2 separate regions of the Rattus norvegicus genome follow, and region 2 is linked to region 1. A link is a contact called in public Hi-C data. All regions are on one chromosome and are shown on one strand. The core of a region is the stretch at or near the end of the contact, and the rest is flanking DNA. Distances in the headings are between cores, read along the strand shown.

Region 1 (2,826 bases), core at 261-2,760:
ATGGTGACAGTCATCTGGACGGTGGGGAGAAGGAGATAGGAGGATTCCTAGAGTGGGCTGCCCTGCTCATCTTGCTGAAGCAATGAGGAGCTCCAGTTGACTGTTCCGTGTTCAGTGGGACCCACTACCTCATAAATAAAGACATTGCCATGTGGCTAAAATCTGGCAGTGCTCGGCAGAGACTGAATTTTGTTTCCAGCAACTATGTCTGACTCTCACCCCAGGGAATTTGACATCTCTGGCCTCTGTGGGCACTGCACTTCAGTGTACAAACCCACACTCGTACTTACACATGTATACATAATATAAAAAAATAAAAATGAATATTAAATCTAAAGAGTAATAATATATAAAGAAACTAAAACAGAGGAAGACACCGATAATCAATCTGTGGCCTGTATGTGCACTCACATATACCTGAACTCATATACATGCATACACCATACACCAACACACACACACACACACACACACACACACACACACACACACAACGACAACAAGAAGCCTCTATTACTAATGACCCATTAATAAGTAATGTAGGCTGGAGTTTGAGAGAGCCTGTGTTTAGCATACACAAAGCCCTGGGTTTTCCAGAACCAAAAATAAGGAAATGTTACTAACTGGCCTTTTAAATTCTACCATTCCAAGACCCCAGACTTTGTCACGCTCTCACACAAGAGGGTGACAGTTGCTTTGCTTTCTACAACAGGGCTAAGGATGCTTTTTTAAGTAGTTCAAGCCACAAGCAGGGTATTAACAGAAGGAAAATACTGAAGCGGGTAACAGAACTGGTTAACCGTGCCCTAAGGCCTCTACCATTAGTGAATTTTAGAGATGTCTTAACTCACTACTCATAATTGTCCCTGAAAAAAAAAAATATATTCTCTCATGTCAAGTGGAGGAAGAAACAGAGTTCAGGTTTAATAGAAGGCAAAGGGGAAGGGTGAAGGCGAGAGCAGGAGTTCACAGTAAAGCCAGAGCAGAGGGGGAGCCAGGCACACACTTTATGAGCTCAGACAAGACAGAGGAAAACCCTTCCCTCTGCAGCCTTCTCCTTGCTATCTGCCCTCACCCCCAGGTCTGAAGTAAACCTGAGCCAGGAGCCTCCTGGTGCTGCAACCCTCCTGTACTTAGAGCCTCAGACTCAGCCAGCAGCTTTTGGAGCCTCAAGGTCATAGCTAGGGTTGGTACACACACACACACACACACACACACACGAAAATAGGTTGGGAAGCAAGAATAAAGGAAAGAGTTGCTTGGCAAACTAATATCCATGGAGAATTAGCTTCTGAAAGTCTGAGCAAACAGTTCACACCATAAAACAGCTGCTGCTAACCATCTGCAGGTCCTAATCAACACACACACACACACACACACACACACACACACACACACACACACACTTCTGTCCTGTGGGGCCCTGGCTCTTAGCTATTTCCTGTCCCCTTCAACCCCCTAAGCATTCTTGGTCAAAGACTAAGTCACAAACTTACAGGCATTTACAGTGCTTTCCTAGAGTGGATTCTGTCCAAGATGTCATGACAGTAATGGAAAAGAGCATGTAGGCCTTCCAGTTCTGGCGTCTGCTCACCACTTGCAAAAACTGTCTCCCCTACCTTACTCACTGGTTCCTTCAGGTCCAGTCGGTGAACTGGACCAAATCAAATCATTTCTAGAATCACTGTATCACATTTTATTTAGTCTTTCTGTTTCTTTCCCCAGCCTCAAACTAATGGCTCTATGCCAAAGGGGGTGGTGGGGGGAGAAGAAGTTGCTGTTTGAGAAAGTATCGGCATGCCTGGCTCCTGCCAAAGTTTACAGCATAGTTCTATCCTGAGCCACAGCGAGGATGGGCCGTTGTGGGGGAGGGAAGTGGAGCCAGGCAGCTGTTTTTTCAATAAACTCTAGCAGAAACCCTCCCACTTCCTGCACTGGCTTCAGCGACCCCAGCAGAGAGGAGGCAGCCAGCGAGATCTTATTCCTCCAAGACTCAGGCTACTGCCTCCCTGACTCTGACCCTCCTCCACAACTGACCAAGGTCCCTTTCTGATCCGCCCCTCAACCTCAGGAGGGCAGCCAGAGGGTTTGTCCCAGCTCCTTTGAATGTTTATTCCTGGTCCCCTGCTCCCAGGAGAGATTCACCTCCTCTCCCTAACCTTAGCCCTCCCCATGCTCCACCCTCCAGCCCGGGTGTCCTAGCTCTGAGGCACACCAGGCATCAGTGCAAAGGCAGGGAAGGGAGTGCATTTCTCATCCCACACCTTCCAAGAAAGGGCTGGCCTTCCTCTCTGCAGCTGTGGTCAACAGTCCCAGGGCTCCTCAGACCAGCCTTTCCTCAGTCAAAGCCTCTGGGTTCAGTCTCCTTTCTGGAGTGGAAAGGGGGGCAAGAACATGAGAAGGCATGAAAAAGCTGCTGCACCCACCAGCACGAGGCCGCTCAGTCAGCCCAAAAGCTCTAATTTGTTAACCTAGAAACCCCTGGGGCATTGCAATCAAAGAGGGCCCCACCCAGCAGCACCTCTGATTACTTTTTTCCCTTCTAGTGGGCAAGCAGAGAAGAGGGAAAATCAGGACAACTGTGTGCAAAACAGAACTACTCCATAACACGGACTTGGCTCTCACAAGACCCAGATTACAGACTCAACACCTCCATGTCTGTCCAGATGGAAGGGGGAAAATACAGGGTGCAACCTAGATCCAGCTGCCCAGACAGCCTGCCAACTGGAGCATCAGTACAGCCTCAAATTGCTCCTCAGGCCCCAGATGGCTTTTTCGTTCCTTCCTTTTAAAGTTCTTTAAGGTTTTCTAGTTCATATTGGTAAA
Region 2 (2,700 bases), core at 7-2,506, 220 kb before region 1:
AAGTCAAAGTGGGCCTCAGATGGTCAGGACCAGAATTCACACACACACCTCCACAACTTTGGAGAATGGGCCAGAGCGCCACACCCGCTGCTGTCTGAACTAGTGTCAGGGATGACCATTTATCTTCTGAGAAGAGTAAACCTTATTTTCCAATATGAGCCTACAATGAGGCTCCTAAAATGGACTCAGCAGATACTTAAAGATAAGAGAAAGCGCATATACATTCTACTTTTTAAATGTTTATTCTCTTAGCTCAACAGCCATCTACTAAGTCTCGCATATCTCCACGTAAGCAAAGTCAGGGAAATGACAATTATTTGGATGGCAAGAGTGTTCCTTCAGGCAAATGCTGTTTCTGAAGTGAAGTAGCAGAATAGGAACCATCCTGAATACAGAGCAATGCTACATTGACACTAACATTTATGACTATTGTCACAGCAATACTTTCCTACACACAGATAAACTAAATTTAATAAAATAAAATAATGTACTCAAGGATATAGGGAAGTGATATTTTAAACCCAGGTCCAGTGTGCTGCTAAAGCTAGATGGTAATTTGTCAACAAAGGCTGACCAAAATGGAGGGTGCATTAATGAATGAGAGGAAAGGGAAGTCAGCAGAGATGAACACATGCAGAGACCCTTGCTATGAGTCTGCTGAGAGACAAGCCAGATGCCCCACAAATCACGTATGATACCCAGTGTGACAACTGATGTCATGTCCTCTGAATGTCCTTTTATTATCTTTAAAAATCATCTGTAAAATTTAACCTTAAAAAAAAAAATCCAGGGCTGGGAATATGGTTTAGTAATTGACTATTTGCCTAATATGTTCAATACCCTGTGCTACCTAAACAAATAAGAATCAAAAGAATATGAATCAAAGCATAGAGAAGAAATTCTGATAGAGAAAGGTTAATAATTTGATTTTTGATCATCTCTTTTTCTCTAAATCTAGAAAATGAATAATACAAGTAGAAAATAATAATAATAGTAATCGCAGGAAAAACTGGAAGCCTTCTTCAAACACATTAAATTTACTGAAAAAGAACAGCCTACAGATTGCGTCTGCCTTCTAAAATATTATAGATGACATGAAGAAAAACCAGGCTCTGAGACAGATCATCAGATCGTTCGGTTCTTAATAGACAGCTGTGGCTAATGTGCACCTCAGCCCACACTGCAATCCTGACGCGCACACCCTGGCGCTGAGGTTATTAGGCAACTCAGTGAAATGGGACAGAAAACCCCCCAAGGAGCCAACGCTCCGGAATCTGCTAGACTCATTTCCACGCTCACCCGGGAACCCAGAAAATCACTTTCAGATGCAACCCAGGACCGAGGCTGACTGCAAGGAGAAGCTCCGATGTACACAGACTTCCCCAGCCCCACCTCCCCAGTTTGCCCTTCACGGCTACCAGTTTTTGTTGTTGGATTTTTTTGTTTTGTTTTGTTTTGTTTTTGTTGTTTTTGGGGGGCTCTTGGGGGGGTGTTTTTATGGTCCTGGAATTCACAAACTTCTTCGCAGCAACGCTTTCTTGCTAGGCTACCCACTGCCCATCCCTCTATCCATTCATTCGGTGCCTGGAAAACACAAGGAGGGGAGACAAAGGGCAAATGCCAGTCTGTGACCTCTGTCTGGATTTAGCAGAGCGTGATGTGTGAATCAGGTGTGTGGAATGGAAGTTTCCATGGCAACGAGACTGCCAGCCAGGCAAGGCCTTCACATACTCTTTCTACCATGGTTATAAAAACAATGAGGCCACCTGAGGGACCTGAGCAAAGAGGGAGGCAGCCAAGTTCAGGGTTACCCAGTGACTGGGTGGATCTGGGTCTGCACGAGGTCCTCCATACACCTAGCTCTGGATTCTTTCCCTTCTGGGCCTGCCCAAGTCCTCTCACCACCCTTTGCTGGTAGAAGGCATGACCTCTTGGGAGTTTCTTCAAAGTGTTATGTAGAAAGGGCCAGGGAAAGGTGTTTAAGTAAAGACACAGCTATACTCATGAGCACATCGAGCCATTCTGACCCATTCTGGTACTAGGTGCCTACTTGACAGAAGTGTTCCCATTTTCTGGAAGCTCCTTTGCCTTACCTTTTTAGTGTGTTTTTATTTGTACACTCAGACCATTAGAAAAGGATCCTGAGCTACATTTTGTATTTCAGGAATTTAAAATTTTACAATACATTCTAGTTGTGTAGACACTAGAATTATTTAAATCTTAAGGGGTTAAAAAAAAAAAAGCAGCATGCTTTTAAGGCCCAAGAGTTGAGTTGGCTGAAAGGAAAAAGGCATACAAGTCCAATGAAATCAAAGCTTGCCTGGGCTCCTATGGATGGCCAGTCTGTGCTGAGCTCAGGGTCTGAGATGGTTAACAGGTCAGCCGCAGGCTGGACTGAAGCAAACTGGAAGACAGCAAATTACACTTCCTCTCTCCCCACTGTTTTTAGCTCTGCTCTAGATGGGGTTTCAATTCCTTCACAGCATCACTCTGCAGGCTGAAGAAGAGTTCCTCATGCTACTTTGGTGGCAGGCCCTGCTTCAGCAGACTGTGACAAGCCTGCAGGGATCAGCTGCCCCTTCCAATACACCAACGGAATGTGTCTCAGCACACCTGACTGGCACCCAGAGGCCACCCTCTGCCTTTCAGACAGTGCTTTGTGGTGCCCTGGGATGTACTCACTGCATCAGCCACTCCTCT

Evidence for each region. A called contact is a pair of places that touch in the nucleus more often than the background predicts.
Region 2: a contact with region 1 is called in a Hi-C map of the A7r5 cell line, with 2.4 times the contacts expected there. The contact joins two enhancer-like sites. A contact is called at or near these places in 2 of 12 Hi-C or Micro-C datasets (the A7r5 cell line and Schwann cells).

What each region holds. Positions count from the first base shown.
Region 1 is chr17:36,062,480-36,065,305 of GRCr8, reverse strand. The region is part of intron 3 of LOC134482707 (a long non-coding RNA gene); the gene reads right to left. Among named protein-coding and RNA genes, the nearest start is that of Rpl29l1, 140 kb to the right of the region's middle. Within about 2 kb of position 1,510, at least 22 of the 93 cell types and tissues checked have an H3K27ac peak or open chromatin away from gene starts, as enhancers often do. A contact at or near this core is called in the A7r5 cell line, where this site is marked.
Region 2 is chr17:36,286,202-36,288,901 of GRCr8, reverse strand. All of the region lies in intron 7 of LOC134482707 (a long non-coding RNA gene), which reads right to left. Among named protein-coding and RNA genes, the nearest start is that of H3f3al1, 180 kb to the left of the region's middle. Within about 2 kb of position 1,256, at least 15 of the 93 cell types and tissues checked have an H3K27ac peak or open chromatin away from gene starts, as enhancers often do. A contact at or near this core is called in the A7r5 cell line, where this site is marked.